2 separate regions of the Gossypium hirsutum genome follow, and region 1 is linked to region 2. A link is a contact called in public Hi-C data. All regions are on one chromosome and are shown on one strand. Each heading gives the region's core, a stretch centred on a gene start, on an enhancer-like site or on the middle of the called end of the contact. The rest is flanking DNA. Distances are from core to core; before and after follow the strand shown. Region 1 holds the start of LOC107948381. Region 2 holds the start of LOC107948295 (zinc finger A20 and AN1 domain-containing stress-associated protein 6).

Evidence for each region. Hi-C and Micro-C count contacts between places; a contact is called where the count stands out from the background.
Region 1: a contact with region 2 is called in a Hi-C map of leaf, with 2.9 times the contacts expected there. The contact joins the promoter of LOC107948381 here to the promoter of LOC107948295 in region 2. A contact is called at or near these places in 2 of 34 Hi-C or Micro-C datasets (callus and leaf).

Annotation. Positions count from the first base shown.
Region 1 is chrA04:50,804,444-50,809,072 of Gossypium_hirsutum_v2.1, forward strand. It overlaps LOC107948381, which reads right to left and starts at 2,290. Exons shown (of 14, transcript XM_016882910.2): 1 at 1,761-2,290; 2 at 1,050-1,157; 3 at 841-941; 4 at 657-740; 5 at 187-262; 6 at 28-93. The coding sequence starts at 2,147.
Region 2 is chrA04:49,981,452-49,986,353 of Gossypium_hirsutum_v2.1, forward strand. LOC107948295 (zinc finger A20 and AN1 domain-containing stress-associated protein 6) reads right to left here and starts at 1,980. Exons shown (of 2, transcript XM_016882793.2): 1 at 1,717-1,980; 2 at 692-1,595. The coding sequence starts at 1,579. The coding sequence ends at 1,094.

The sequences.
Region 1 (4,629 bases), core at 1,040-3,539, 820 kb after region 2:
CCAAAGAAGTTAGTGCTGAAGTATTACCAACTTCCACCTTTCTTCTTCAATTCCTTGATTTGGATCACCATCCCCGAAAACAAAAGAGAAAACCTAAGAAGATGTCACAAATGAACTAATTTTCTCTGAATGTAAAACAACTGAGCAAAATCATACATGATCCATTTGTTTATATTCACATCTTACAGATTCAATAAAGTTCATCTTCTCATCATCATCAGTTCGTAGCCGTCGCCTCCTATAATAATATGGATCCCAGTACCTTAAATAAAAAATTAAAACAGAGGAGGAGGTTATGTAAGAGTTTGAACTTATGAAAGGAATACAGATTACAGAGACAATATGTTTTAACATTAGATTATAGCATAAAATAAGGTAAATTGATGGCCCAATCTCATTTATCCAATGAAATAAAATTAATGTGAAACTATCAGATGTACCCAAACGTGGATGACAAAACTTTTACCACAATACAAACTGATTTGTCAATTCTAGAGCAATTAAGCAAACAAAGTTACTTTAAAACCTAACCTATCTACTTAATGTTGTCTATAAGCATCCCCTAATTGGCCTGATCAGTGAGAATTCTCAACCGTGATTAACAGCCTATTACAGTCTAAAACTGCTAGAGTTCTTCATAATATAAAAAGTATTACCAAAACAAGTCAGTTGGACTCAAGTAGAAGGTGAACCCTGTGTCATATGATCTGCCTCCTCGTCTTCCACGATTGTCTTCATCGCTGCCATCAGATCACATAGTCAGCATCTTGCTTTCAATAACCACTGGTGTAGAATTATGTAGTTATATAATAATTCCTAAGTGTCAAGGTTAGTAGGTACCTTCTACTTGTAATTAGGGCAATAATTGTTGTATAAACAAGAACAATTGAAGCTATAAGTGCTGTCCCGAAAGAAACTCTAATTAAATATTCAAGTGCAGCCTGCCAAAAAAGTAAAAGACTAAATTATTGCCCATAATGTTTGACATCCAGGATTTTTCTCCTTAGCCTCGACAAAAATGAAAAGAAAAATAAGTTATGAAAGTTCACCTTTGCTTTATCAACCCAAGGTTCAAATTTTATCCTAAATGACTTGGCAGCAAGTTTTGAACGATAATCTTTTGGAAAGACATAAAGGACATCACCTTCATCTGAAACCTGTTAAAACCATCTTGACAAAAAAGTGGAACTCACAAATCAAGAACTTCAAAGATCCCAGAAATAGATATTATAATACTAGAACAAGTCCCAAGAAGCAACATGATAATCCCCATACAAAAATCAGAAAAGGCTTTCCTACAGAGTAAGTCAATAACACAGGCAGGCTCTAGATTACTTCAGCTAGTTATCCAAAAACATACAACTAAAAAAGATAGCTTGGCTTCTAGAAATTAACTTTTGTAGGTCCAACTAAACCATGTATTTTCGTTTGTATGTTCAAACCGCTCTATCGAAACTCCTTTAAGTCCAATAACCAACAGTGAGCAGCATTTTAGTACAGCAGATACATCAACGGAGTTACACTGTTCGAGATCACTTCCAGACCATATCTACATCTATTTTAGCTTCAACCATACACCAAATCTCTTTTTTTCTTTTTTCTTTTTTTTTGGGGGGGGGAGGGGTGAACAAGTAGAGAAAAACCGATATGAAGTTGCGCATTTCACAATCTACTTTGGCATTTCGTTTCAAATAGTAATTCCACTCAACGAGAACCCTAACACAGATCAAATTTATGGAAGTTATAAAAATTCAAAGTACCTCCAAGAAACCGTTAGTATCGGAAGCAAGTGCTTGAAGAGCCTTTTTAGCTTGATTCAAGTTAAGCCCAGCTTTACTCGAAACATCTCCAACAGTAACCCTCCCGCCAAACGAGTCAACGGCCTCCATTGCTCGTTTTCTGACGTCAGAGGGTAACTTATCAGTCTCGACCGTACCTCCAGGCCTAATCGCGTCGCTTCCAACATCAAGACTTGCCTTAATGACGGGAAATGAAACCCTAGGTCTCAAAAAGTTCCCGGATGTTCTCGAGAACGTAGAAGAAGAAGTTAGTGGTTGGATTCCCGGAAAATTGAGAGAAACTTGGGGTTTTGAAGTTAGGAGACGAAACTTAGGTGATAGAGTAAGGCAAGTAGAGATTGAGGCCATCTTACGCAATTCCAAATATTATTAATTTTTGAAAAAAGAAGAAATTACTAGTTTCTTTTAGCTTCGGCAATGGAAGAGAATTTAGTTGTCTAGAGGAAAAGTGGTAAACTTGGCGGAGAAGAAGAGAGAGAAAAAGCGGGAGGATTATGTTTCTGGATTTACCTTTTTGCCCTTCTCGATATTTTTAGATTGACCATTATCTCCTTTAAGTTCGGCTTTTCATTTTAGCATGTTCTTTTGCTCGCTATTTATTTGGAGATTATTTTGAGTGAAATTAAAAAAAATTAATGGTTGTAGTGAGTTTAATTATTTGGGTTAAATATAAAATTAATATTAAAATCTGTTTGTTTAGTTTAAATTAATACTTATAGTTTTTTTTGTTTTAGATTAGTATTCAAATTTTTTTGTCCACTAGTTAAGTATTTGAGACTAAGGTTGTTAGTTTTTTTTGACGTGACAACGTTGCCTACTCATGCGTCGCCACGTAGCATGTGTTCTTTAGCCTCTTTTACTTTTTATTTTCTTTCTCATTTTCCTTCTTTTTTTTCTTTTTTTTTCCTACAAACTGTCATACTTTTACACTGTTAGCCACCATCTAGCCTCCTCCAATGAACTCTCTAACCAACGACGACCATCGTCCGACTTTCTTTCTTTTAACCTAAAGCTGAAGTAGAAGAAACAATTTTAAACGAAAAATACAACCTAAAACCTTGCAACGCTCTCTAATCTAATTTCTGCATGAGGTCGTCTCCATCTCAACGTGAGCTTTCCCATTCATTTTGACTTTCAGAAAATTTATACACTCTGTTAGTTTCAATTCTTCCATAAATGTCTTTATAAATGAATAGTTTGGAAAGCTTTAAGCATAAATTGAAAATCCTTTGTTTGATTTCTCCCGCTTTATTAATTTACCAATAAAAGTATTGATATTTAGCCCAAAAATTGGAAAAAGGTTCAAATATTTGAAATACGAATTTGTCAATTCATTAGAGGAAAAACTTTTAATCCCTTGATAAGGATTTATGCACTCTCGTTTAACCTTGTTTATGTTATCACAATATCCAGAAATTTTGTAAAAGAATTGATGAATAGGAGGTTTTATAAATTCAAACATGTAGACAAAGATAATGTGTTGGATTCATCTTCATCGTCTTGAGCAATCTGGTAACCTCCAGCATCTTAGAAAACTCTTGAGCAATCTCTGAGCATTTTGAGAAATGGCCATAAATCTCATTCAAAACCAGCATCAAATTCACACTAGAAACAACCTTCACACAATTCTCCTGAAATCTATCAGAGCCGTTTTCAAATGCTCGATTTGCACATGTTATTTTAGGGCTTTTTGTGTTTTTACTTTCGTGGTCTCTTTCGTGGTTTCTTTATATAGAGATTCGCAACTACTACAATTTAGGATTTCATTACAGTTTTCTATGAAAGACTGTTTGGATCTGGAGGAAAATTTTCTTTTTGTATTTTAAATTATTTAATGGACTTTTAGTGTAAAGTGGTGTCTTTGCATTTAGATCTTGTTGTACTTTACTTGGGTTTGGAACTGGTCAATAAGCCATCTTCGTTGTTGCTGGGAATGAAGTGGTAGGTGTTTGGATAGGAGGAAAGTGAAAGAAAACGATAATGAAGTGGTGGGTAAAAGAAAAAGAAAAAGAAAAATAAGAAAATAAAAGGAGGGAAAATAAAAAATTAAAAAAAGGCCAACTAGAATGTCACGTGGTGGCGTGCGATTGGCCAGCGCTGCCACATCAGAAAAAAAATTAACACCGTTAGTTTCAGGTACCAAACTATTGGACTAAAAACAAGTTCAAATACCAATCTAGAATAAATAAAAAAACCATAGGTACCAATCTAGGAGAAGTGAATAAGTCTGGACACTAATTTATATTTAAACCTAATTATTATAGTAAAGATATTATAATAAAATATATGTTTGGATTTAAAGATAATATTAGGAATAAGATTAAAACAGAAAATCATTATTAAGGATATTTAAATCAAAATGTTTATATATATAAAATAATAATTAGTAAAAAAATTAAGGTTAAATGTAAAATTTTTAACTCAAATATCAAAATTATATTCATATTAATATAACAAAATATGAAAAATTATTTGACATATTGTTAGTGAAGCTTTTTAAACTCCACAAATGAATTTAGGGTTTAATAAATGTATTATAAAGTGAAGTAAAAAATAAAAAAAATTATATAAATAATTGTGATATTTGTCTCACCTCCAATCTATTTGTGAAGTCTAAAAAATTTCATAATTTATAAGTTATATTTATATTAAAGAAACAATTAACAAAACAAAAAAATTTTAAAATGGATGGTGGAGAATATAATATATTTTATACACCTCAATAAAATTATACTATGATATTTATATATTTTAATAATAGTTAAAATTTTAAACTTTTATTTGCACGCGATGTTATTTACGATAAACTATTCCATTAATCCCTCTAAAA
Region 2 (4,902 bases), core at 730-3,229:
TCAAGAAAATGGTCTAAACACATTTTTTTTAATTTCCGGCTATTTTTTGACAATTTAGACCAAATTTATTTATTTTTTTGATAAATAAAACAGAAAATTACGTAAAATTATTCATAAATGAGTAATCAAGAGTATTTTCTTCTTTCAAGATCTCTTTAATCTCCAACAGAGTTCTTAAAATATGGGCAACACTTCATCATTTAGTCAAAAATTATCATACATTATTTTCACCCACCACAGTGTTGTTAGAATTCATTCTTTTAAATTTGTCAAAATCATGGATGTTACAATAAATTGACACATCCATCCTTAACATCGAACGTTGTCAAGGAAATCATCTTGAAATTTAAACCCATGTCGTCTTTTAGTAATTACATTAAACCTTTAGACTTCAATCCTAAATACAAAATACTGTTAATCCCCCCCTTGAATAGCTAGAGACGACAAGACGACTATGCACATTTAAAAGAACCTGTAAGTGCGAAATTAATGCTTTTCATAAGAAAATACTTTTCCGATCACTAAATTGATAAAATTGAAACTGTAATAAGAATCTTGAATTAACAAAATAATGTAGTATTTATTTTGTAAATTTAAGATGCAACATAAAAACAAAATGGAAGGGACAGAAGTTGTCATTTTCTTTTTCAAAAGATAATAAAGAAGGACCACCCCAATAAAAACAACTACATTTAAGGAAATAGCTTTCATGGCTTTTCATGATCGGCCGCTGCCAGCACATTTACACACTATTACTTGAAAATATAAATAAAAACTTCAAATGGAAGAAGCAGGAATCTACATTTCTTTTTCTTTTTTTCACCACAAGGGATTAAAAGAAGAAAAGAAAAAGTGACTTTTTTTTTTTTTACAAAGCAAAAGAGGAAGAGAAAAAAAAAAACTAAAGAGGCACATAATTTAAATATTATTATAAAATATTTATATTTTAAGAAGAAAATATATTTATCCAGCCCAATTGGTTTACTCTTGGTGGTAGGGACCACCTCCGAAACACGTGTCTCGACCTTATCAACGTTTGATGAAATTTGAAATTTTCCCAATGGCTTGGCTTCCCATCATCATCATCTTCTACTCAAATCTTCTCGAGCTTCTCTGCTTTGACGAGGGGATTAGCGCGTGCTATCTCCTCTCTGCCGACCTTCTTGAAATCGAACGTACACCCGTGATTCTCAGGGTACCTGTGGGACCCACAAAACGTAACACCGCACTTGCATCTGAATCCGGTCAACCCGACCCGCTTCCTGCAAACCATGCACCGATTCGGTTGTTGCTGCGATCGCTGTTCGGCCGCCGATGCAATCTCCGGAACCGCCGATTCTCTGTTGACTTCATGGAGAGCCAAAAGAGGAACCTGAGAAATGGATTCGACGACCGTTGATGAAGACGAAGGGGAAGAGGAAAGAGCGGATTTGATCGAAGAAGCTTCCTGTTCCTTGAGACAGAGATCTCTGTAACATTTGGAGCAAAGGTTCATCGTCGCCGAACTTCCGAAAAAGCCGCAGTTATTGACGCAAAGACGATGGCCTTCTGGCGCTTGGCATCTATGCTCCTCTGCCATTCTTTTTTCTCTCGATCTGTTAAATTTTAATTTTCTTAAAGATCAGATCTACAATCTAAAATTCAAATCATAAAAAAAAAAGAATCAAACTAGAGGAACAGCGAAATACAAAATAAAAGGGTGAGAAAGAGAAGTACCTTGAAAGGAAAAGGTGAAAGAAAATAAATAAGAAGCAGAAAGGGAGAATATGAACAAAGGAAAGGATTATCAGAAAGATCAGAGAAAAGAATATTAGAGTGGATGGAGGATAAAGGAAAAAGAGGAGCCAACAACGAAAAAGAGACAAAAAAAAAAAAAGAGTAATAATTTTAAATGTTTTTTCTTTATTTTCTAATTGAATTTTTTTGAAAAATAAAATAATATGGGAATATCTGAAAAGACAGGCTGGCAGTATAACGCTAAAATTGGAAAGTCCAGGCCACGTCCTTTTGGTTATCTTAATTGCCTGCAAATCAAAAATCGCCACGAAAATTCATGCACAAAGGGCAAAAAAAGAAGAGAAATTAAAATTACAGCTGCGTGCTGTCACTCCTAAGTCCTACCTGTCCAGGTTAACACGTGGCATCTGATCTGTGGCTTTAATTATTTTTGGATTAGAGATGAAAAAGTTCTTCGTTTTTTCGCTGAAGTGGTCCTCTTGTTCTTTTTTCTTTGGGTTGGTAGGATGTGGTTAATAATCTTTTATAAAATTTTATTTATGAATATTTTAGTGATTAAGATATTGTTTAAAAATTAAAATTAAAATTTATCTAATATGATCATCTTAGAAAATGCTTTGTTAGAATATTTTATAGGGTCAACTACATCACAAGTAAATTTGTTATGTGTTTGGCTATTCAATCAAGTTCGAAAGTTCGCTTTAAATTAGGAGAGATTAGAAAAAAATACGATATTTTAAAAATAGGTTTGAATAAAATTTAAAACCTATTTTTTATATGGGTTGAGTATTGGGCATAATTTTTTTTATCGAGCTCGGCTCGGCTTGACCTAAATATATTATATTATAAAAATATTATTTAATTATTTATTTATATTTATATTAAATCACCAACTTAATAATAATTAAAATCATTACCCAAAACCTAAAAAAAAAAGAAAAAAGAAAACCTTACCCAACTAAATAACTTAACCTAATATATAAAATTTTAAAATTATATTTAATATAATAAAATAATTATTATGATTATTTTTGCTTTATAATATAATAAAACATTGATTATATTTATGGTAGTATTTTTTTTAATATAAATACTTTTTAATGTATTTTTAATGTGTTAGAAAACTTTTATTTTAGCGTTTTTAGTACATTTTGTTGAAAAAATCCAGTTTGAAAGCAGTTTACTTGCACAATAGAAAATAAAAAAATTTGGATAAAAGATTCCTTGTCGTTCTCGGATTTCAACCAAACAATCTTCTCCACTATTCTCATACCTCGAATTACTACAAATGTGAGCCCGAATCAATTGAATCAAAATACAAAACTAGAAATTCTTTTCTTTTATATGGAAAGAAAAAAAAATCACTTCCCAAATAGAAACTAGTAGAATTGTTATTTCGGAAAAATATATTTAATAGTTGAGAATAAATTCACTCTATTTTTGGACTGTTGTCATCTATTTATAGGAATAGAAAGTAGAACATTTGTTGAATTGTAAAAGTTTATTTCAACTAGATAAACAAGTTCATACTTAAAGTAAGAGTAGGGTGGATGGCATCCCCTAGTATTCTTACTACGGCTACTGCCCCTTCATATACCATGAGGGGATTTTGAGTCTCTTTTACATCGGGTCCAATTATGAGTACTTCCTAGACTTTTCGACTCAGTACTTTGTAATTTGATCAACCCAATTCTATTTTTCTATTACCCAAAATAAACTTTGATATTTATATTTAATTAAATAATTTTCTCATCCAAATTTACCCCTGATAAAAATTTCGAAAAAATATATTTAATATTTCACCATTCAACTTGTTCACTATGATCGAATGATTTATTTTCATTTGAGGGCTTTAAAATATCTCAAAAGCATAAATTCATTCTTCTGATCATTTCTGAGTAATCCATGTTCATTTGCAAATGAATCATTTCTCATTTTCATTTTCATTTCAATTTCCATTTTGAGAAAACCACATTAATTCTCAAATGATTCTATTTCTCCATTTTGGAGAAAACCATAATTATTTCTGAATGTTTTCCATTTTTCTATTTCTATTCATTATGTTCATTTCGATTCGAACACACAATTCATTTCTAGTTTCAACGAGCTAGAGGGACCGATTGAACATATGCAATTGAGGCTCAAATGATTTATAATTAAGTTCCAACTTTTCGCGTATTAATTATAAACTCATTTAGTCATGAATTCATTCCACTATATTATCATGACTGAGCTCTCCCCATATGGCATACCATTACGAAAGCATTTCAATTAGTGCTTGTCCAATGACCTTGTCATAAGTGTGTTATCCTTATAGGATATCCTTAATCTCTTTGAGATAATATTCATTCTCCCAATATGATCATATTTTATCTCATGGTAACCATAAATCTTCCTTTATGAAAAGTCAGTTACTATCAAATAATAATCAAGTTATTCATCACAAAGACGAACCATGTAATGCTAATAAGAGAATACCATTTACTCATGTCTTGTGCTATGAATTTCACTGCAGTGAATGATGCTACATACTCCAGAAGTCGTACACCTAGTGCACCCACTTTTAGTTCTTTATCTATTCGAACTCAGGCTTTTACTTACATCAAAATGTGTGAGTCACACATAAATGTCTGTTATCCACTCAAAATTTAGGTATGTCACACTATGAACGTCACAAGTGAATAAAGCCATAAACGAATTTAGAATCTAATCTTCTTATGCCTAGTCTGATGTACTGCCAATTCAGTCAGTCACATATATATATCCTTATCTTCTAGGAGTCATCTGCTTTGATGCCTAAGACAAAACATCTCTTCAATTGGACTTGATAGACAACATATTAGTCTTTCAATCGATTTGCTCATTAGACTGAGGATATGTTTAGGTTCGTCTACAAATACAAGTTGTCTTTTCGTATCATGACCCAACCACATGATACCGCTAGTATTAGTTTAAACATTATACAACCAATGAGCAACATTTGTGTAACGACCCGAAAGTTAATGGTATTGGAAAGTGTGATTTTGGGACTTCGTTTCCTTAAACTGGACTCGTGAATATTTTTGTGAAATATTTATGAAGTTATAATTAAATCGAATTAAATTTCGGTTGGGTCATTTTATTGAATTAAGACTTAATTAGCGTACAGATACTAAATAACGTAAA